Linked DNA regions of Mus musculus: all the other regions are linked to region 2. Evidence: chromatin contacts called from public ChIA-PET and HiChIP or PLAC-seq data. All regions are on one chromosome and are shown on one strand. The core of a region is the stretch at or near the end of the contact, and the rest is flanking DNA. Distances in the headings are between cores, read along the strand shown.

The links. ChIA-PET counts read pairs in DNA pulled down with a chosen protein or histone mark. HiChIP or PLAC-seq counts read pairs in DNA pulled down with a chosen protein or histone mark.
Region 1: a contact with region 2 is called in an RNA polymerase II ChIA-PET map of memory CD8 T cells, with 5 read pairs. The contact joins the enhancer-like site here to the promoter of Pgd in region 2. A contact is called at or near these places in 1 of 39 promoter capture datasets (hippocampal neurons), 10 of 115 datasets of contacts at active chromatin or transcription factors (bone marrow-derived dendritic cells, bone marrow-derived macrophages, embryonic hindbrain and 4 more) and 2 of 9 other capture datasets (adipose tissue and liver).
Region 3: an HNF4G HiChIP or PLAC-seq map of pancreatic cancer cells shows a contact between it and region 2. The contact joins the promoter of Slc25a33 here to the promoter of Pgd in region 2. A contact is called at or near these places in 1 of 484 Hi-C or Micro-C datasets (neutrophils), 4 of 115 datasets of contacts at active chromatin or transcription factors (astrocytes, memory CD8 T cells, pancreatic cancer cells and 1 more) and 1 of 9 other capture datasets (liver).

Annotation. Positions count from the first base shown.
Region 1 is chr4:149,681,096-149,685,541 of GRCm38.p6, reverse strand. It overlaps a transcript of Pik3cd not described here. Among named protein-coding and RNA genes, the nearest start is that of Pik3cd, 20 kb to the right of the region's middle. Within about 2 kb of position 1,736, at least 12 of the 459 cell types and tissues checked have an H3K27ac peak or open chromatin away from gene starts, as enhancers often do. A contact at or near this core is called in memory CD8 T cells, where this site is marked.
Region 2 is chr4:149,164,142-149,168,130 of GRCm38.p6, reverse strand. It overlaps Pgd (phosphogluconate dehydrogenase), which reads left to right and starts at 1,426. Exons shown (of 13, transcript NM_001081274.2): 1 at 1,426-1,544; 2 at 2,049-2,124; 3 at 2,902-3,081. The coding sequence starts at 1,537.
Region 3 is chr4:149,772,083-149,776,104 of GRCm38.p6, reverse strand. Slc25a33 (solute carrier family 25, member 33) reads left to right here and starts at 1,838. Exons shown (of 7, transcript NM_027460.2): 1 at 1,838-2,105. The coding sequence starts at 2,050.

The DNA of each region.
Region 1 (4,446 bases), core at 487-2,986, 520 kb before region 2:
CCCCCAACCCCATAAACAAAGACTAAAACCCTAAAGTACAGTGTTTGCTTCTAGATGGCTGAGAATGGCCAATCCTGGGGTGTGGCATCCCCATTCGGGTGTGAAATTCCACACCTCTCTGTTCCCTACTCTCTCAGGCACTCATTGGAAGCCTCTGGAATGTCATTGGCCATAAACTGAGAAATTTAGGTAAGAGTTTCCTGAGTACTGAAGTCACTCTAGGAGGGGCTGCAATCGAAGGAAGGGTCGTGGGAACCCCTCTTTAAGGATGGCTAAAACAAGCCGCAGCATCACACCTGTCTAGAAGTGCAGGAGAGGTCCTGTGGGTCACCTCCAGACGGACTGCTGGACTAGAGGATGACCAGCTGCGGGGCTACCGCAGAATCCATTGGCTGGCTGGGGTGTGGGCAAACTCATCACACCTCAAAAGTCAGGAGCTTGATGTGACCGTGGTGTGGGGGAGACAGTCTGTTCACCCCTTTAAACCCAGTCAACCTTGAAGTGGGTCATACCATGCCACAGAGGTTGCAAGGGCCATCTGCTCTCCTTGGGTGGTCCATGAGGCTGTCCTGAGAGGATACAGTCTCTCACAGAACCGTCATATGTTGTACGTAAAACCAGCGCCAGTAAAACTTGCTGAAGCTTTGGTGGTTGAGTTTGAGTTGATTTGATTACTTATTAGTTTTTGGATTTATTTATTTTCTGTGCATGTATGTATTTTGAGTACATATATTGCAACATGTGTGTGAAGGAGGTGCCCACAGAGGCAAGAATTACAGGCAGTTGTGAGCCATCATGGGGGGAGTGTGTGTGTGAGAGAGAGAGAGAGAAAGAAAGAAAGAGGGAGAGAGAGGGAGAGGGAGAGAGAGGGAGAGGAAGAGAGAGGGAGAGGAAGAGAGAGGAAGGAGGAGAGAGGAAGGGGAGGAGGAGGAAGAGGAGGAGGAAGGGATATTTAGATGATAGCACCAGGCTAAGATCAGGTTTTTAACTCAGGTCTGACCCATAGCACTCCCTGCTGTCTGGTATTAACAGCAGGTTCTTTCTGTTATTCCGCAAGTCACCTGCTCTCTAAGGACAGCTTTGTTTCCTGTGTTTAGCTTAATTTTTTTCTAGGTTCTTCTTCTTCTTCTTCTTCTTCTTCTTCTTCTTCTTCTTCTTCTTCTTCTTCTTCTTCTTCTTCTTCTTCTTCTTTAATCACCTCTCACTTGGTCCTCAGCAGTTGCCACAACACATCTCTAAGATGATTCTAGAAAATTAGGTCCAGAAACCCACCCCAGTGCCTTTTGGGGAGGAACTCGCAACATTATTCAGCGATTTATTCTGGCTTTTCCCTCAGTAGGAATCACAGCAGGCTCTTCCCCCAAACAGAGCACTTCTTCCATTCATAGCTGACAAGAAACTCGGGTTCACAGGCTCCCGGTGGGAACCTGAGCCTCCCCTGTGAATACCTGCGGAAGCTGTTTGAGTGAGCCATTGATCCTTCCTCCTGAGCCCAAGGTCACTCCCTTGTGCTGTTTGCTGTTCCTGTCCTGGGCCAGGCAATGAGCAGTGAATTGCTTAGCAGGTGTCTTCAAAGCCAGGCCTATTCCAGAGCCGAGTTCCTGGAAACACTCGTGGGGTTTTGGGTTTTGGGTTTTGTTTTTGTTTTTTTTTTTTTGGTAGAATTGTGACAGGATGAACAACGCCAACACAAGCATCATTTTCCCTGGCCTGCCCACCCACTTCCTTGCCCTGAGTCACAAACTCTGGGAGTCTCAATTAAGACAGACCTGTGGTCAGAGCTTAGGGACTTTACCCCAGAGGAGAGGGAAACTTCAGGTCCTAATTAATGGCTTTTTTAACTACAGTTGAGTGACTTTTTGAATTAACCGGAGGGTGAGAATTCAAAGCTTAATGAAACTGTGTGAAGTGGAAGGAGAGAGAGGACTCTTGTAATTAGGTAAAAAGATCAAGAGAAGAGAGCACTGGGTGGGCAGGCCCCCCTGGTCCCAGGTACTCCGAGAGCTGCTATAGCAGGATCAGGATCGCTGACACTCAGACATTAGAAACCAGCCTGGGAAAGGCTGCAAAGACCCTGTTTCTAAACAAACAAAACAAAATAAAACAATACATCAAGGGCACAAAGCTATAGTGAGATTATGTGAATAAATGTAAAAAAGCTTGTCCCTTTTTTGGGGGATGGGGGGCGTGGACCGGGGTTTTGTGTCACCTTGACATAAGGTAGGGTCATCAGAGAGGAAGGAGCTTCAGGTGAGGAAATGCCTCCATGAGATCCAGCTGTAGGGCTGTTACTGAATTAGTGATCAATGGGGGAGGGCCCTGCCCATGGTGGGTGGTGCCATCCCTGGGCTGGTGATCCTGGGTTCTATAAGAAAGCAGGCTGAACGAGGCAGGGGAAGCAAGCCAGTACACTCCTCTGTGGTCTCACCATTGCCGGCTCCTGCCTCCAGTTCCTGTCCTGTTTGAGTTCCTGTCCTGGTTTCCTTCAGTGCTGGACTACAATGTAGAAGTGTAAGCTGAATAAACCCTTTCTTCCCTAATTTGTTTTTTTTTTTTTGTGATGGTGTTTATTGCAGCAATAGAAACCCTAAGACAAGCTGGTACCAGGAATGTGACAGACTTGACCGTGTTGTTTTGAGGAGGACTGTGATAGGGCTTTGGAACTTTGAGCTAGGGAAGTCACTAGTGCAGATGATGGAGGCACGGCTTGTGATATTTCAGAGGGAAGCAAAGATTCCACCAGGCTTTTGTGTGAAGAATTTGTGATTCTGGGCATCTGGGGCTGAAAAATTACCTGTGTTTAACAAGATACCAGCACTTGTAAAGTGAAACCTTTGCTTTGCTGGGATACTCGGTGCTGGTCAGCTGGAGCTGAGAAATTCGCAGGGATTAAGAGACCAAGGACTGGAGAGATGGCTCAGCGGTTAAGAGCACTGACTACTCTTCCAGAGGTCCTTAGTTCAAATCCCAGCAACCACATGGTGGTTCACAACCATCCATAATGAGATCTGATGCCCTCTTCTGGGATGTCTGAAGACAGCTACAGTGTACTTACATAAAATAAATAAATAAATTTTAAAAATGTAAAAAAGAAGAAGAGACCGGCATCACTAAGGTAAAATCTTCTGGGAGGTGTTTCCTGAGAGTCCGTAAACAGAAGCTCTGCTCCAGAGGCTGGCAGCCGAACTTGGAGAGTAAGAATCCCCCAGGTGGTGCTAATTTTGAAGGTGTGAAGGGGTCCTGGAGAGCAGCTGAGGCTCAGCACTGTGAAAGGCCTGGAGAGGCCTTTGATGAAGGTGCAGGATTGAAGGGGTCATACCGAGAAACTGAGGCTAGGCACCAGGAAGAGACCCTATGAGAGGCTATTGGTGAAACTGGAGCCCAGTTGCAGCATGGGACCACAGCAGTTTTGGAGATGCCAGTACCATGGGATAACCACCAAGAGCATCAGCAGCAGTGGAGTGAGCTGGAGCCTAGAAAATAAAGCAGTGTGGGCTGTGGGGGTGGGGGTCGGGGGGCCAAGGGGAGGACTGGAGAAGTGACTCAAGCCCTTTGGAGGAGCCGAGAAGATGGTGACTGGATCCCTGACATTGGATGGTTGGAGATTGGTTTTGTTTTGATTTGATTGTGACTGTGCCCTGATTTTTTTTTCCCCTCTTGAAATAAGAAGGTATTTTACTGAAGCCTACAGTTGAAAGAATTAAATACAGTTGAATTAAAAAAAAAAATCTAGCCGGGCGTGGTGGCGCATACCTTTAATCCCAGCATTTGGGAGGCAGAGGCAGGCGGATTTCTGAGTTTGAGGCCAGCCTGGTTTACAAAGTGAGTTCCAGGGCAGCCAGGGCTATACAGAGAAACCCTGTCTCGAAAAAACAAACAAAAAGATTGGATATTTTTAAAGGGACTGAAATTTTAGAGTGTTTGAATTTGTAAAGACTAGGACTTTAAACTTTGGGATGAATAAGAAAGGAGGGGTTGTGTCTTAGGGTCTGTCAGGTTGATAAGGGGTCAGTTGTACTGGCTTTTTTTTTTTTTTTCCAATTCAAACTAGAGTCAACTGAGAGGAACGAGTCTCCATTGGGGAAATGCCTGAGATCCAGCTGTAAGGCATTTTCTCATAGTGATCAATGGGGGAGGGCCCAGCCCATTGTGGATGGTCCTAGGTTCTATAAGAAAGCAGGTTGAGCTGGGCAGTGGTGGTGCACGCCTTTAATCCAGCACTCGGGAGGCAGAGGCAGGCGGATTTCTGAGTTCGAGGCCAGCCTGGTCTACAGAGTGAGTTCCAGAACAGCCAGGGCTACATAGAGAAACCCTGTCTTGAAAACCAAACCAAACAAACAAAAAAAGAGAGCAGGTTGAGCAAGCCTGGGAGAGCAAGCCAGTAAGCAGCCCCCACCCCCGCCTCTGCATTGGCTCCTGCCTCCAGGGTCCTGCCCTGTCTGAGTT
Region 2 (3,989 bases), core at 177-2,676:
CTAACCAGCTCAGAGTTGGGATAAATGTGTGTTGGTTATAGGGGGCTGGAGGAGTAGGGACATTAGGCATTTATCAGAAACAGATACAGACACAGAGAGAAACAGAAAGTCACTTAGGGCCAGGCAAGGGATATAGCTCAGTGGCAAAGCACTTGTCTAGAATGCTCAAAACCTACGATTTGATTCGTAGTACTGGAGTGAGGGAAAAAAATTCAAGAAGCTGGTGCAAGCCAGTCTTTTCATTTACCATCAAGCGTTATGTCTATGTGCTGTGTGCAAAACTTACAAAAGATAAAAGGAATTCATTGAAGGACATGATAGCCACTCCTAGAGAGAGAGTAGGCAATGGAAAGAACCTGAACCTAGCCAGGCGTGGTAGTACATGCCTTTAATCCCAGCACTCCGGAGGCAGAGGCAGGCGGATTTCTGAGTTCGAGGCTAGCCTGGTCTACTGAGTGAGTTCCAGGACAGGCAGGGCTACACAGAGAAAAAATCCCGCCCCCCGAAAAAAAAAAAAAAAAAAAAAAAAAAAAAGAAAAGAAAAAAGAAAGCAGCGCACCAACACCTGAGTCTGAATGGAAAAGTAAATTGAAACTAAAAGTGTCTGACCAGCGGGCGAAACAGCACCCCAGACCTCCAGCGCCGGAAACTGTAGTGGGGCTGAGGAAATGGTAGAGAAGAGTGCTTGTGTTCCGCTACAAGCACAAGGAAGAACTCACTTCCAGTCTTGCCTCCCCGAGTATCGGCCACGCACGAGGTACACGGACATACATGCAGGCAAACCAATACACAAAAAATAAATAATTATGAAACCACCCCCCCAAAACCCCTCAAGCCTCTCCTCCGCTTCGTTTTCTCTTTCTGTGCGAGTGGGCGCACGCGCCACTGCTGCACGTGGAGGTCAGATGCCAACTTTGCGGAGTGGGTTCCACTTCCACCCGCTTGGCTCTTTACTTGCTGACCGTCTCGTCTTAGTTTGCACCGCTGTTTCTTGACCTGCAAAAATGGTACACACTGAGGTTCCCACAGATAGGACAGACTTGACTCCTGCCTCAGAGTTGAGGGACAGTGAAGGGAAGCAGCAGCCATGGATCAAAAACGCCAGTGGGCTTGGTAAGGGCTGCACCAAGCCCTTAATGTCTTCTCTTTCACGCCGAGCTGCAGACCCGAGCTTCCGCACGAGCGGGAGGCATCGTGCAAGGTCCCGCTAGAACACTTAGAAGAAGCCCTTTAAACGCTCCTAGAACACTTAGAAGAAGCCCTTTAAACGCTCCTCTCCAGCTCGAGGTGCCATCGACTGCTCGGCGCTCTACAGATCTGGGCCCCGGGGGTGGGCGGGTCCGTTTGCCCTCAGGTGGTATAACAGGCGCCGCAGAGACCCAATAGCGTGGGGCATCGGCCCACCCCTGTCTTCTGATTGGCCAGCGTCTCTGTAAGCCTCTCGAGGCGCCGGGAGCCGGACTTCACTGTACTTGCCTCGGAGCGCTCGGTCCTTCGCGTTTCTTCCTCCTCGACTCTGCTTCGTCTGCCTCCGCCATGGCCCAGTGAGTGACCGACACGCGCAGTCGGGCCCGGGAGACTTCCGGGGCTGAGCGTGGTGATGGCGGGGCTCTGCTCAGTTGTCTCCCTGTTCTCCTCAGCCCCGGTGGTCGCCTGGGTCTCCTCGCGCAGCCCTGACCCCTGCACCTCAGGGTCCCCGCCATGGCCAGCGCAAGCTCCGCCACCCCTTCGTGGGAGCTTGCGGCTGCGACGGGCTCGCGGGGAAGGAAGGCCGCGCTGGGTCGGGGACGGCCCACGCCCCTTGTGCTGGCCAGGCCATAAGGAACGACGGGCAGGGCCAGGGGCAGGGCATGGGTGGCTTCGTGTGCCCGGACGCCCTTTAGAAGGAACTTCCATGGAACTGTGGGGTGCAGGGTGCGGTCGATCCTAGGTGCATGGTGTGAGCCGAGAAGGGTGCAGGCTGCCAGTCCTAATAAAAGCCACTAAGTAACACTAATATCCTTTCTTTGTGTTTGCTTTATTGTTTTTTTTTTTTTTTGTCATTTCAGAGCTGACATTGCACTGATCGGACTGGCTGTCATGGGCCAGAACTTAATTTTGAACATGAATGATCATGGATTTGTGGTAAGTAGTGAGGACACGTTGCCTTCCCGCTGAGAGCTGTGATTTGTTTTTCAGAGATCCCAAGGCATCACTCAGTAAGCACTGTTTGGTGTCTTTGTAGAAGAATTTCTGCTTTAGTCGTGCTCCCTCTGTAGTTAAGGGAAGAGCCTCCTTGGATAGAAATAAATATAAAAGCAGTGGTTCTCAACATTATGATTTATAACACTAGCAAATTACAGTTATTGCGTAGTTATGAAAATAGTTTTATGATTGGGGGTCATCACAACACGAGGGGCTATATTAAAGGGTCGCAGCGTTAGGAAGGTTGAAAACCATAGATGTAAAGGGACCCAGATCTTGGAAGCTGTAGCTAGGAAAACTTGGGGTACATGGAGATTGTTTTTCTTTGTAGACAGCAGCTTGTCTCACAGTGTTGTCACACTGGAGTCTCAGGGCCCTCTCATCTCAGCTTTCTGAGTCCAGGGTCAGAGGATCCTCCTGCCTGTGGGCTCTGAATGTTCTTTCTAAATAGTAGCATGGCTTAGACACCAGGATTACCAGGGACAAAGGACCCAGGTAGTAGTGACAGGCTCAACCTGATAAGCAACAAGTGGCAACCGCCTTTCCCTGGGCTCTCTGCTGTGACTGGACTTTGCAGAGATTGCCTAGCACTTAAAAAGAAAAGGCAGGTCAGCTCTCGCTAGACCTTGGACAGAGTAGACGTTTCTCTGTTGCTGCATCTACCACCCGAGGGTCATGTGTGTGCCAGATCCTCTGACAGGCCTTTTGTCCTTCCAGGTCTGTGCTTTCAATAGGACAGTCTCCAAAGTCGATGACTTCTTGGCCAACGAGGCGAAGGGCACCAAGGTGGTTGGTGCACAGTCCTTAAAGGACATGGTCTCCAAACTAAAGAAGCCCCGCCGGGTCATCCTGCTTGTGAAGGCCGGGCAAGCCGTGGATGATTTCATCGAGAAATTAGTAAGGCCAGCTCGGTTCTCGGATGCCGCCCGCAAATCCCTCTAACTGTCTCACTTCTGAGATGGTGGTCTTCAGTGTCTGAGTACAGACTGATGGGTTCTGATAAAGTGCTTGAGTGTTTCAGGCTTGGTTGCCTTGACAGGCACTTATGGAATAGTATTTTTGTTTTGTTTGTTCTTAGTTTTTCAAGACAGGGTTTCTCTGTATAGCCTAGGCCTTCCTGGAACTCACTTTGTAGACCAGGCGGCTCAGACTCATAGAGATCCCCCTGCCTCTGCTTCCTGAGTGCTGGGATTGAAGGTGCGTGCCATCACCGCCAAGTTGTGTTCTCTGTAGAGAGGGGTTTTTTGTTGTTTTTTTGTTTGTTTGTTTGTTTTTTCATTTTATTTTATATAAATGAATGTTTGCCTGAGTGTGTAACTGCACCACATACCTGAAGTGCCTGATGAGGCCAGAAGAAGAGAGTCAGACTCCTTGGAATTGGAGTTAGTGGGCAATTGTGAGCTGCTATGTGGATGCTAGGAATTGAACTCAGGTCCTCTGCAAGACCAGCCAGTGCTCTTAACCCTTGAGCTATCTCTCCAGCCCTTATTTAAAATATATATATATATATTTAGTATTTGTGTGGGGGTAAGCATGACACATTGGATGTGGAAGTCACGGGGACTTTTTTTGTCGGAGTTGGCCCTCTACCTCCACCGTGTGGTTTGTGGAAAGAACTCAGGTTGTCTGGCTTAATGGCAGGTGCCTTTGCCTGCCGAGCCTTCCCACTGGGCCAGGGTTTTATTTTATTATTATAGTGTGGGGTCATGGGAGCATGCAAGTGGGGGTCAGAGCACGACTCTGTGGAGTCAGTTCTCTTCAGTCTTTGCTTTGGCTCTCAAGCACCTCAGGCTTGGGCCATGGGC
Region 3 (4,022 bases), core at 589-3,088, 610 kb before region 2:
GAGACGGAAGACAATGGGTTGGTGTGTTCTGCATCCGAATACTCTGGAAGGTAAAGGAGCAAAGGAGTGGCCTGTGGGGACAGCTTCCTCTCAGCTGCAGAGTTGGTGGGACACACACAGACCTGGAGTCCCTAGCAGGGGAGGGGGAAGGAAGGAAGGAAAGGATGAGTTCCAAGACTTGTCAGAGCTAGAAGTGTCAGAAGCAGAAGAAGGGAGAAAGTAAGAAAGAGGGAAGAGAGGGAGGGAGGGAGGGAGGGAGGGGAAGGGAGAGAGTATGAGTCAGTTTAGAAGCTGACATTAATGGCCTTGGTGCCTGTGCAGAATATAGAGTCACTACCAGGGCAGGGAACAGAAGAGACTGAGCAGGCTTGGGGGAGGAGTAGAATGATCAGTTCAATCTAGGACATTTGTTTATTAGTTCCCTGGGCAGTACTAGGTGGCAGGTACCGTGACAGGAACAATCTGTTAAGAACAACCATGAAGTGTAAAAACAAGGCCCCCCACTCCCATGGAGCTTGCATTCCAGAATGGGACAAACAGTTTGAATAAAACAGAGTGAGTACACGAGCCCACATGGAGTCACCGAAGCCATGTGATCAGGGTGCTGCCAGGGCAACCAGGCAAAGCCCAGCCAAGAGCCAGACCTGGAGGTAAGAAGATGCCAGGCTCACTGTGGCAGTGGTCCAGGATATTTAAGGGGAGGAGCGATCTGGGTCGCTCAAGTCCGAGCATCAGCGCACACAGTACAAAATTCACACTGCAAAATACATACCAAATATAATGCTATTTATAGAAAGATCAAGAACACACAAAACACTAAGGGTAGGCTAGAGGAGGGCAGGCTGTTTAGGTGACGTGTTTTTTTTTTTTTTTTCCTATTTAAGCTCAGAGCTGTGAGATGTAATATGTAATCACCATACATGTTTATACATGGAAATATTACAGAATGAAATTCTTAAAAAGATCGGGAGCTCAGGGTAAATGTACTTGCAGCCAAATCCGACAACTTGAGTCCAATTCCTGGGACCCGTGAGGCATGGTGGCTCATGCCTTCAATCACAGCACTCAGGAGGCAGAAGCAGGTAGATCTGTGAGTTTGAGGCCAGTTTGGTCTACACAGTAAGTTCCAGAACACCTAGAACTACACAGAGAAACCCTGTCTCAAAAAACAAGTCAATTCCTGGGACCTGCATGATGAATAGGCAAAACTGACTCCTGCAAGCTGTGCTCTGGTCTTCACCATTAGACAGTGGCATGTGTGAACCCATGACATCCCTTAAAAACACACAATAAAAACCACAAAAAACAGCTGGGTAATCTCAGCACTGGAGAGGCAGAGGCAAAAGGATCAATGTGACTTCGAGGTTATCTTGGTCTACATAGAAAGTTCCAAGGTGCTGGGTAGTGGTGGCGCACGCCTTTAGGCCCAGCACTTGGGAGGCAGAGGCAGGCGGATAAAATGTGAATTTGAGGCCAAGCTTGGTCTACATGGCAAGTTCCAGGCAGTCCAGGACTGCAATGTAAGACTGTCTTAAAAAAAAACAAATCACACACACATAAACATAATTTTAAAAAGAAGAAAAAGAAGAAGAGGTTTGGAGCATAGGGCATGGTTACACACTCAGTTTCCAGCCTCTGAGAAGGACCAAGCAGCTTTGACCAGTTTGCTGGTCATCCTCTTATTATCCTGAGCAGCCCTTCGGGGCCTGATCCCGCCCCGCGTTGCACGACCGCCACGCCCACATCCACCTGCCGTCCAATAGGCGTACGGGATCCGGGCCCACACCTCCGCCGCGCCGCGCCCCGCGACGTCACGGCCCGGCCTCCGCCACGTGACGGCCGCGCGCTAGGCTCTCTGCCTAGCGGCTGGAAAGCGCCGCAGAGGCCGCTGACTGGCCGGGCGCGACGCCGCGGAGGGAGCCGGGCGCCTGGGCCTCCCGCGCGCATGGGCGCGTCGGCGGCTGCCTGAGGAAGGCAGCGAAGCCAGCGGAGCTCAAGACCTCGCGCGTCCCACGAGCGGCTGCGGCGGGCCGCGGAGCCGGCGCGGCCATGGCGACGGGCACTCAGCAGAAAGAGAACACGCTGCTTCATCTCTTCGCCGGCGGGTGAGTCTGGGGCCCGAGCTGCTCTCGCCTCAGCCCCGGCCTTCTCCCCCTGCGTGCCGTGGCCTTGGGAATCCGCGTTTCCCGTCCGTCGCGGACTGGGGTGAAGCCAGGACGGGCAGCCCAGGAGGGTCGTGGCTTCGGCGTCCCCACCGCGGGGTCAGCCGGCACGGCGGCTTTCCACCCGGCGCGTCCGCGGTCCCATCCCCCACCCACCGGCCGCCTCTCGCCGTATTCTCCTTTTGAACAATTCCTGGCTGGTGTGACTGTCACCAGGGGCGATCGCGCCGAGCCCCTGTGGCTCCGGCCTCCTGGCGTTTTCCTGATCACGCTGCGGTCACTCACCGCTGCAGAGGTGCGGATGCTGGAGGTCCCGGGGCAGCTAGCCCAGGAGGTACTGCGCTGGGTCAGAGCTGCGGGCAGGTGTCGCAGGGCAGCCCGTGGCCTGCCCTGCGGAGTATGGGGGGTTGGGGGGGAACGGATGCTGGTCTGCACCACGTGGGACGGTAAATGGGGACCTCGGAAGGTTGGTCAGTGCTAATCGATCCTAAAGCACCTTTCAGTGATTTTCAGTGGAGGAACACATCATGATAGGAGGATACAACTAGGAGCTGAATTAACCCCCTAAAAAAACGAAAGTTTGGGGTTTTCTTTTTTAAATAGTATTTTTCTTTTCCTTTTGTCATAGCTGCTAGTGGCTTGGGACCCTTTTGGTGCTGGTTTTTCAAACTATCTATGGAGCTGTGTCCCCAGCCCTGGGGTCATGAAGAGCTCTTTGAGATTTAGCCCAGCTATTTAAGTTTTACATAACATGCAGCGTTTTTCCTGTGTTATCATCTTCACTTGAGAACTATAACTGGACCTAAACAGTTCCATATACTAGAAAGTAATGGTTAATGAAAGGGTTATCCAGAAAATAACGGTGATGAAAGGGTTTCTGGTGCCTTGGTCCTTTTACCTGGCAGGCTGGCAGTACCTTTCACCCGTCAGATAGCTTTAATGGTTGTGCCTAGGCAGGAGGAATTTCTTGTTCATCCATTTCTGTCAGGCCTTCATTCCTCCTATCCATGTCTTCATTGGTATTAACCTTTGAGAGTAAGCCTTAGAAGGCACCCTCACTTTATATAAATGTGTCATCCCAGGGAACTTAAAGTCTGTTAGGCATATTTTTAAAGCCAAGAGAAATAAGTTTATACTCAATGGGTTGTTTTGTTTGTTTGTTATACTTTTTCTTTTCTTTTCTTTTTTAACTGAGTGGTCTCTTATGTTGTATGTCTGCCTGCTCTTAACTGGGGGAGTTTCAGAGTGGCCTGTGTTGAGGCTCACTACTATAGTTGATGACCCTGTCTGGATGGATTTCCCTGCACACCCTTCACAGTGCCCTCTGGCTGCCAATTCCAGCCTCTTACGTGCTGATAGAGAATACTGCAATGGGCAGTGAGGCTTGCGGGACTCATTAAGAGGCAGGGAGTTTATTAGTGCTGTGCCTGAAGCAGTGGTGTTTAACAAGTTCTGGTTCCTTCATTAGCCATTTAAGATCTCTGTGCTTGCAGATGAGAAAAGAAATGAACCCTCAAAAAGCTGCTTTCAGAGCTCTAATTGGATTTTAGCCTAAAACACCTTTTAAGGTAGAGCATGAAAGGAGTCAGTATAAAGAGGGCACAGACTATAGTTAAAAGTTGTCAGCCCAGGGGTCTGGTAAGCCCTTTCCTCTGTTGTTAGCTGGCATCTCTCCAGAGAGCTAAGTTCAATGCCTTTGAGAAGTCTGAGATCTTGCTTTTAAAATCTGTTGGTTTCCCTTGTTTGTTGAATAATCATTGAAGGCTATGTTCCCAAACAGATTTAACGATATCCCTGATTATAATAATATAAACAAGTTTTGTTTTTTGGAGACAAGGTCTAGAACTCACAGAGATCTTC